2 separate regions of the Mus musculus genome follow, and region 1 is linked to region 2. The links are chromatin contacts, called in public HiChIP or PLAC-seq maps. All regions are on one chromosome and are shown on one strand. The core of a region is the stretch at or near the end of the contact, and the rest is flanking DNA. Distances in the headings are between cores, read along the strand shown. Region 1 overlaps Gm4262 (predicted gene 4262). Region 2 holds the start of Snn (stannin).

Evidence for each region. HiChIP or PLAC-seq counts read pairs in DNA pulled down with a chosen protein or histone mark.
Region 1: a contact with region 2 is called in an HNF4G HiChIP or PLAC-seq map of pancreatic cancer cells. The contact joins the enhancer-like site here to the promoter of Snn in region 2. A contact is called at or near these places in 2 of 39 promoter capture datasets (macrophages and neural stem cells), 1 of 15 datasets of contacts at CTCF or cohesin (the NIH/3T3 cell line), 4 of 484 Hi-C or Micro-C datasets (cardiomyocytes, embryonic stem cells, muscle stem cells and 1 more), 12 of 115 datasets of contacts at active chromatin or transcription factors (the SCID.adh cell line, bone marrow-derived macrophages, effector CD8 T cells and 7 more) and 2 of 9 other capture datasets (adipose tissue and pancreatic islet).

Annotation. Positions count from the first base shown.
Region 1 is chr16:11,014,829-11,019,532 of GRCm38.p6, forward strand. It overlaps Gm4262 (predicted gene 4262), which reads left to right. Exons shown (of 3, transcript NR_040518.1): 3 at 1-356. Among named protein-coding and RNA genes, the nearest start is that of Gm4262, 8.3 kb to the left of the region's middle. Within about 2 kb of position 3,208, at least 40 of the 459 cell types and tissues checked have an H3K27ac peak or open chromatin away from gene starts, as enhancers often do. A contact at or near this core is called in macrophages, pancreatic cancer cells and trophoblast stem cells, where this site is marked.
Region 2 is chr16:11,064,347-11,069,343 of GRCm38.p6, forward strand. It overlaps Snn (stannin), which reads left to right and starts at 1,952. Exons shown (of 2, transcript NM_009223.3): 1 at 1,952-2,101. Gm9861 (a long non-coding RNA gene) reads right to left here and starts at 1,922. Exons shown (of 2, transcript XR_003951968.1): 1 at 1,652-1,922.

The sequences.
Region 1 (4,704 bases), core at 1,958-4,457, 48 kb before region 2:
CCTGGGTGCTGTAAGGAAGCAGCCTGAGCAAGCTGTGAAGCAAGCCAGTGTCCCCTGTAGCTTCTGCTCCCATTCCTGTCCCCGGGTTCCTGTCTAGAGCTCCTACTCGACTCCCCTTGGTGACCTGACATCTGTAAGATGAAATAAACTCTAAGTTCTTTGCCTACATTGCCTTTGGTTTGTGTTTCATCACAGCAATAGGATGCTCCCCTCCCTGACATGTGACTGCCCTTTGTGCCTTTTAACTCCAGCAGGAAGACCGGTGGTCCCCTTCTCCTCCCTGTTCTCCACCTTCCAGCAGCTGCAGAGGTTTGTAGCTCACCTGCCCTCTAATAAAGTTGTCCTCCAGCTTCCGTCTAATATTTTATTTCCACTCTTATATTTTTTTACTAATGAGACTAAGAACCCAAAAGCACGCCCGCTCCTGATTATCCCAGTGTGAGTCTTGCTATATAGCCCAGGCTAGCCTAGAACTCACTGTATAGCCAAGGCTGGACTTGAACTCATGGTAATCCTTCTATTCTGACCTCCCAAGTACTGGGATTACAGGCATGGTGACAGGCCACCACATATAATACCTGTTGGGTTTCAGACCTGGGACAAGCGGCTGAGGACCTAAGACAGCATGTCTACAGTGAGAAGAGCACTGACTGCTCTCCAGAGGTCCTGAGTTCAATTCCCAGCAACCACATGGTGGTTCACAACCATCTGTAATGGGATCCGATGCCCTCTTCTGGTGAGTCTGAAGACAGTGACAGTGTACTCACATATATAAAATAAACAATTTAACAAGTTGGCAAAAGTAAGTTATGAAGGTTGGAGAACATGAAAACTGTAAAAAGTGATAAAAAAGTGACAGGGTGTGTAAGAGGAAAGTGACAGGGTGTGTAAGAGGAAAGTGACAGGGTGTGTAAGAGGAAAGTGACAGGGTGTGTAAGAGGAAAGTGACAGGGTGTGTAAGAGGAAAGTGACAGGGTGTGTGTGTAAGAGGAATGAAAAGCTGCTACAGGAGCTCCCTCTCACTACGCTACTGTTGTAGGAAGACTTCCAGGGTGTTAATGTTCTTGACCAAACTCATTTTACTGTAGCTTTACTATGACTCAAAGGCGTGAGCCTGCTGCTCTTTCTGCAATGTAGATTTGAGATACCGATTACAAACAGCCTAATACTAACATATCTAAAATGCATCTCTTTTTGTGAACTTAAAAGGTTCTGGCAAGCTTCGAGGAATCCATTTGGTTCCACATCTCACAGGTCAAATGGACTCCAATAAGCACTGTTAATCAACAGTCTGTTTCCCCCATCTATTTCTGAGGGTGGGATCTATTTCCCTTTCCATGGTCTTGTCCCCCACCCCCAACCATCAAGACCACGGGCCTAAAAGTTTCAAACATACACCCAAGCAAATTTTTTCTCCCTAAAATCCTTAACTTTATTTCCTACCCCTAACATATATATCTGCCCCAGCATCCTATCAAGTCCCAGTGCTTCCTGGAGACCTGCATCCAGGGCAACTCCGAAGCAGTTACCCACAGGTGCTCCAGTCTAGCCTCACAAAGAGTTCCAACTGGGCCTTTACATCCCTAGACCCAGATGGTCCTGCAGAACTTGGACAGCATCCAACTCTTACCAACCTTGGCCAGCATTCCAGATTTTGGGCCCCCAATAACAATGCCCCAACGTCAGCAGGAAGTAGTCATAGACGATTATGTCATTCTTATTCATTTATTATCGACAAAAGGCTGGGATGTTGTGAGTCAGACCAGGGACAAGGAACTGAGGTGCATATTTAACATACCAAAGTTCTCCCAGCATTCCTCAGTCCCTACCTGTTATGGGGCTTGGCTGGCACACCCTTACATCTACACAGAACCTTCCTCTCGTTGGGCTTCCTCTCACCCAGACACTCCCTCCTAAATAATCCAGACACTTTAGCACTTTAGTTTGCTTTTCCTGCCCTCACCTTTGCATCACTCTTCTTCTTCTTCTTCTTCTTCTTCTTCTTCTTCTTCTTCTTCTTCTTCTTCTTCTTCTTCTTCTTCTTCTTCTTCTTCTTCCTTTTCCTCTTCTTCTTCCTCTTCCTCCTCCTCCTCCTCCTCCACCTTCTTTTGTTTTTTGTTTGTTTGTTTGTTTGTTTTTTCGAGACAGGGCTTTTCTATGTAGCCCTGGCTGTCCTGGAACTCACTTTGTAGACCAGGCTGGCTTCAAACTCAAAAATCCGCCTGCCTCTGCCTCACAAGTGCTGGGATTAAAGGCGTGTGCCACTACCGCCCGGCTTGCATTACTCTTCTTCTCTTCTCTCCTCTTCTCTCCTTTCCTCTCTTTTCCTCCTCCTCCTCCTCCTCCTCCTCCTCCTCCCCCTCCCCCTCCCCCTCCTCTTCCTCCTCCTTCTTCCTCTTCTTCTTTTTCTTCTCTTCTTCTTCTTCTTCTTCTTCTTCTTCTTCTTCTTCTTCTTCTTCTTCTTCTTCCTCTCTCTCTCTCTCTCTCTCTCTCTCTCTCTCTCTCTCTCTCTCTGTCTCTCTCCATGATTTCTCTTCTCTTCCCTTCCCCTCTGTCTCCCTCAGTATGGGGATTTCACTGACTCCCTCCTATGTGGTCAGTGAACTTAACAGAGAGCTGCTTTTACATTTAATTTGGTCTAAATTGGCTCATTTAGTTAGTGGAGATAACTTATCAATATCTAGCTCAATCTGAAGGTCAGATAAACAATTTCTAGTACCACATTTGCCTCCATGTGACATATAATACACTTAAAAAGCCATTTGCTGCCCATCAGACATTTAGGCATAGCTGAGGAATCTAACCTTGCCAGGAAATACCTGTAAATCTGCAGCTAATTAAGAACAAAGTCCCACTCCCCCACGTTGTGGAGACAGCAACACACACACACACAGACACACACACACACACACACACACACGAGTCTCTCTGTGGGCTCATTCCTTCCCCTGATAGTTGTAGAGTCACCAGGTGGCCAGTCACAAAAGGTGGTTAATGCCTGGCATCAACAGGGAAGGATGAGGAGTCTGAGACAGAAGACACCACTTGTTCTGAAGCCAATCTTTCGTAGGTTCTGCCCAGCCCAGACTTCCACCCTGGGCTGCTTCTGAAAGTCAGGTCATGTGACGTTGCAGGATACATGTGACACAGGCATTCGGGGGCTTTTGTGGGGAATCCACTGGAGAGGGCAGGCTCCTCCCTGTCTCTGGACACAAGGGAAACGGGATGGTAATAAGCCCAGGTCTGGCCCCCAAGCTTCAGCAGGCCACACCCTAGTCGTCACACCCACATCTCTGTGATGCTAACCCTGAGAGGGACAGAAGGACATGTTTACAATTCCACTGGAAGCCAGGCTAGATCCAAACGTTCAGCTGATAGCTCTGAGCTGCCCTCCTAGTGGCTTCTCAAGCCTGCAGCCCTGGTCTCTGGAGGCACGCTGGGGTACTTTTAGCTACAAAAGCTGTTCTGCACTGAGCAGCATCAGAGCCTTCCTCCCAGGAGCTACTGTGGCAACCAGACAGGAGCCACCCAAAACACTGCTCCAGCCCCTTTGGCTGTCAGACTATTGAACAATGGTCCCCCCACCCCCAAACTGGAATTTCCCCAGGAATTTCTGGTGGGAGGAAGGGCCGATGCGGGTGCAGCCTGAGGAACTTGTCTCCCAGGAAGAGATTTTACGTGGTTCTGAACTTGTCAGACCACCTTCATGAGGTCCTGGGGCCAAGATGCTCAGAGATGCTCAGCCACGCAGGCATTTAAACCTAACCCTTGGGTCAGGATCCTGAAGGAACCTGGAGGTTGGGGAAGTCACCTCTTCCTGACATGGCCTCATCGCCTATAAACCTCCTGTCTCTGCTGTCCACTGTTCCGCGTCTGTTTGGCCTGTAGAGGATGGGAGGCCCAGCCTAGCATGTGAGGGCTGCCCAGCCCCAGGCTCTGACCCTGACTCCAGTGCCTCTAGCAGCCCAACAAGTTCTTAGCTGTTTGGGCTTTTACAGTGCTGGGGACAGAACGGAGGGCCTTCTCTAGGGCAGGCACTGGCTCTGCCAGGGAGCCACACCTGGTAAAAGAGCCCTCTGGCTGGACATTGGTTCCTGGGAGGTCTCCTGATGAGGGTGCTTCAGAAGCCCCTGGGGGCTGGCAGTCAGGGAAAGCTTCCTGGGGGAGGCTACTCTTTTTTATTTTTTTTGGTTTTTCGAGACAGGGTTTCTCTGTGTAGACCAGGCTGGCCTTGAACTCAGAAATCTGCCTGCCTCTGCCTCCCAAGTGCTGGGATGAAATGCCCAGTTGGGAGGCTACTCTTGACATCTCAACCTTAGTAAAGAGCAAAGGAGCAGCAAGGCTGTTGCCACTGGAGAAAACGGCAAAGCTTTCCTCTCTGGTCCAAGTACAAATGCTGATCCTGTGTACAGATAATGAGCACCACAGCAGCACCGCAGATGCCTGAAGAGTGCTCCTGCTCTGTGAGTGCTCCCGCACTGTGAGTTCTACCATGATTCTTCTGTACAGCATAAACACTGCCTCCTTATTTACCTGTATGTAGTAACCCCGCCCCTTCCACCCAACCCAGCTTCTCTTTGTGTCTGCCTGTGTTTGTCATTTCTTCACATTCTCACAGAGCCCAGTCAGGGCAAGTCCCTGCAGCAGTATGTGCATGTATCACCAAGGTCTGGAGGACCCTGTTGGTGGCTCAGAGCCACCTTG
Region 2 (4,997 bases), core at 702-3,201:
ATTAGCCTGCCACTTTTGAAATTAGTCCTGTCTATTATTGTTAGCACCAGCGAGGTAACAGAGCTATCTGGGTTTCTGCCAGTCACTGCCTTTCTCACCATCTCCAACAGTGGGATGCAGGAGACCCACCATGAAGCCGAGGAGCTGAGGCTCAGAGAGGTGAAGTCACCGGCCAAAATCCAAATGTGGTGATCTGAGTCTTCTCTAAACTTACCCATGTTAGTAAGGTAACCAGTGAGCAGGTAGGCGTCCTTCCCCTGTGCCCATTACTTGATGGGTTCCCAGTTCCATGAGGTTTGTTTGCTGATGACCCCATTTTTCAGATGAGGAAAAGTGAGACACAGAGGTTAGGTTAGCCCTCCAGTAGGCAAGGCTAGATTTGAAGTCATTTCTGTGGTATGCTGCTCACCTCTCCCCACGTCCTCCCCTCAGTCATATATATACCTGCTCGTGTTTATCTCCCTGCCAGCCCCAGCTCTGGAGTTCTGGACCTACCTATTCCAGGCCTAGACCACTAATGAGAGGCAGGAGCTCTGAGGACGCACAGCGATGGGCAGGTCTGTGAACAGGAGCTGTTCAGAGCCATCAGGCTCTAGGCTCTACGGCAGCTGGCCCAGAGCCCTGCTTCCTTCTGCCTCTCTACACCAAAGCCAGCTTACTTCCTCAGCCCAGTCCTTCAGCAGCAGAGACAGCCTTGCCATCTTACTATTCATTCATTATATCTTATAAAGAGCCTACTGTGTACTGACTGTTCTGTAGGCTCACCAGTGAACGATTCAGTCTTAGTCCTGAAACGGAGACTGAAAGCTAATGAGATGCCCTTAGAAAACACGATTTCCCAATGGACATGAAAGTCCATTGACTGGGAAAGAGAGCAAGGGTGTGAAGCTGAGATCTGAAAGATGGTGTGGAAGAACGTTTAAGATAAAAGAAATGACATGGGCCAAAGGATGAGAGGTATGGAGGGGAATCACTCTGCTGAGGTGAAGTGAGGGAGTTCCCACACTTCAGCTTGTGTGCAGGACCTTAAGAAAGTTAGCAGTCCCTAGCTTCCCAGCTCCCAGGGGGATATCCCAGTCTTATCTGCCCCAACCAAGTTATTTCTTCCTGGCTTCCCAAGTACCTTGGGCCTCAGAGGTCTTCAAACTCTTTGTGGAGTTCCTGGTGGCCATCACGGAGTGTCCCATCCTCTCTCAGACTCTTTTTGGGGGGCAGTCAGTACACCAATTAGCACCTTTGTGTTCCTAGCCAGTTGTGTCTAGCTTCAAATCCTGCCTCCAGGACAGCACATCAGAGTATTTTAAGTCTTCTGGAGTGTTGAGTTCCTCATGTCAAATGGGTCGGTATGTTTTTATTTGGCGTTCTTTTGATGTTGTTGAGTGGACTGAACAGAGTACGGCACTTGGTGAAGGCTTAACTAAGAGGTTATTGAGTCCGCATCCCTGAGGACAGGACCTGGTTTGTCTGGCTAGTGGCTCAAGGGCGCAGCAAGATACATGATCAGTGCAGAAGGGTGGATAGATGAAAGGATAATGATGGAATTGAAGGGGAAAAAAGGAAGGAAGAAAAGAAGAGAAAAGAAAAGATGAGAAAAGGAAAGAAAATCATTCGTCTCTGCCTGTAATCTCCGGGCGGTGTATCACACTCTTACCGCTGTGCGCCTCAGTTTCCCCTCTGTCGTTGGGTTGACCCTCGAAGAAAGAGGACGCCAGGCGCAGGCCCAGTACTGCCGGCACCCAATAAGCGCTCAAGGAAGCCTGGCCTCCCGCCTTCTCTGCCCCAGCTCCGGGAGCCGCCAGCTGAGAAACACTACCCACCCCCTTGCTTACACTCCCTCTGCCCATTGTGCGCCTCCGGGCCCAGAGCGCACGTGACTCCACCCAGCCCGCTCCGCTCCGCCCCGCCGTCCCAGCGCGATCTCCAGTTGGTCGCACCAGAGCGCCCCGCCCCCAATCAGGGCGGAGCCCAAGCACCTCGCCCCCTGCTGATCGGGCTCTGGCGTCTGGCGAGGGCTCCGCGGCCGACCCGGCTGGCGCGCAGGCGGAGCCGGGGCGGCGGGGCTGCTGCTGGCTAATTGCACAGGACTGCGGGCCGCGACATGGTCAGCAGGGATGGGCAGAGCAGGCGGGTAGGGGGAAGGGACGCGCCGGATGGATCGGGGTGCGGCGCTGGCGGGTCGGCGCGGCAGATGCCGCGCGCGGGCGGGGGCTCTTTGTCCTCCGCCGCGGGATTGGGACAAAGGAGGTAGCGGGGGGCGGAGGCTGCTTGGCTGGGCATCTGCCCCTCTCCGTGACCCACGGTTCTATGTCCTGCGCGGATCCTCCGGGCTGCCCGGAACACTCACTCCGCATTGACGGGGTTCCTGGCAGCGCCCCAGCGTGGTCAAGATGGGATCGAGGGGAACGGGGGCCCAGGGAAAATCTGGCGCTCGTTTCATTGGTGGGGAGACTGAGGCTGAGCCGCAGCGTTTGGTCCCAGGTCGGGTCGGCAGTGATTGCGCGGCGTGGGCTTGAATGGGTCTCTGGGACCCCCCCCCCAGGGAAAAAAACTGGGGTCAGGCGGACTTGATTTGTCTTCAGCTGTCGTTTCCTCCTCAGCTGTCGCCCCCTGAACAGGCCCCTACTTCCCTAGCGCCTCGCCTTGCTCCTTCGATAGAGTGGGAGAGACGCGGCGTCGCCTGGCACCGCGCCTGCACACCGCCCGCGCTCAGCACGCGGGAGCTGCTGGGACGCTTGTCATTAGTGTCCAGTCCTCTCGACCCAGGTCACCTAGACTATCTCCTAAGGAGGGGTCAAACACAGACTCATTGTGCTCAGCTTTCAGGAGAAAGAAGACAGGTCAGACATATGACGTTTTAGAATCAGGTTTGAAATCGGTTATTTAGGATCGGGGCTTCCTGGGTATCTGCACCTCCACTTTTTAAACTGTGTGACCTTGGGGACCGAGTTAACTTCTCTAAGCTACAGATTATTTGTCAAGTAGGAAGAGCAGTCATTCGGTTCTAGGATTGTTTTGATGCAGAAGTTTTGGAGAGATCCACATGAGATGTTGGAGCTCAAAAGTGTGGCATCAAGGAACTTTTCAGCATCGACTATTATATCACCGCCAGAGTTGTATGGCCAGATGGGACCCTGACGAGTGGGGGCAGAATTCAGGCTTGGACTATGAGATTGCAGCTCACCTCGGGCAGTTCCCAAACTTCTTAGTCTTAGTTTCCTTTCCTGGCATAAGAACTGGGAGTAGGGTGGCATCTGGAGCAGATTTCTCTTCTGGAGGAGGAAGGGGAGGGGAGAGGACAATGGGCACAGCCATGATAGATGTTCCCTTTTCTTTCCTGTTGCTGTTGGTCCTCCATCTAAGCTCTTGGATGGCAGAAGCCCTCGGTGATGGTGCCTTTGGGGTTTGACCAAGCAGAACCCTGAGCAGGAAATACTTCTGGTCTGGGGTCCCCTGAAGAGGACACTTGGAAGGTGGCCTTGCTGGAGGATGGAGCAGTGCAGGAAGCCCCTGGATGTTAGTTGGCCCTGAAAGCAGGGCAGTATTTCTCACTGCCTTGGAGGCCCTGGGAGGTGGAAGCTTTGGATGGAGTGGCAGAGTGGTGCCCAGCTGAGTACAATAGCACTGGTGATGTGCCCAGTTAAGTGATGAGTAGGCAGAGGATGTCCCCAGAGAAGAGGCTATTTGTGACATGGGTCCAGGCCAGGCTTTGTGCCCTGAGGTACAAGAAGTTACAGAGAAAAAGGCAAGACATTAAGAACAGCCTGCTGTGGATAAGAGTGGTGAGAACCTGGCCTGCCTTGTTGCCTTCTGGGTGGGGTGAAAGGTTAGCTTTGGGATCCCATGAAGAGGTAGGGATAACAGACGCCTTTCCAAGGAAGACCTAAAGGAGAGTGTGAATTTTAGGAGACCTCTGCCCAGAGGTCACCACACTGTATGTCATTTTGAGACCAGTGTGTTCTAGGACCAGTTACCCATTGGTCTGGGCCTTGAGAAACCAGGCCCAGCAATTCTCAGCATTGCAGACTGAACTGGCTGTGGTGTGCCCAGACCCACATTGACCAGTGCTCACCTAAAAGTTGTCACTGCAGCTGCTCCCGAACAGGGTACGTGGGATGGTCTGTGGTCTGACCCTGTGCCTCAGTTTCCTCATAAGCAGAATGGGATGATCAAGGCAAGTAGAGAGGAGTAAGGTGGATGTAATGGCATAGCTTTGAGGTGGTCCTGGAACTTCCCTCAGCTGGGTTAAATTATGCCTGACCCATGGGCCTTGGTGAATGAAATGGGGTGGTCAGTGGTTATGCAGAGGGTTGTACAAGCCAGATGCAGGGCATCCCAGCATCCTCTGGGTTCTGCTTCCCTGTTACCACCTACCTTACCCCAAGCATAAAGAATTACCTTGGTTTTCAACCTATGGGTTACAACCCCTTTGGGAGTAGAACAAAACTTTCATATGTGGTTACTTAAGACCACCCGGAACACAGATATTTACATTGTGATTCATAACAGTAGCAAAACTACAGTTACAAAGTAGCAAGGAAAATAATGCTATGGTTGGGGGTGACCGCAACATGAGGAACTGTATTATAAGGTCGCAGCATTAAGAAGGTTGAGAACCACTGAGCTAGCTGTCAGTTAGCTGTCAGACCTGCCATCCTCTACTGCCATGCCTTGGCCCTGCCCTGAACTTGGGTTACATCCTCTATTCCCCATGGCTGCTTCCTAGCAGGCATGGGGACCTGTGAGTAGGCAACTGGGAGAAGTCTGGACTTAGGGAGCTGGCTCAAAAATAGGGTCCTCTGGTTGATCCCATGAGAGCCAGCTCTCTTTCAGCTCATCATCACATGCCTGGCCTTGGTATACTCAGTCAGTCTTTATTGAGTATGTATGCAGTAGAACATAGCTGTGAACTTGAGGGGCAGTGACCTTTTCTTAGTCTCTCGGGAGGGCACAGGCCAGAAGATGACAGCCAGGGTACTACTCTGTAAACCAGAACTGCA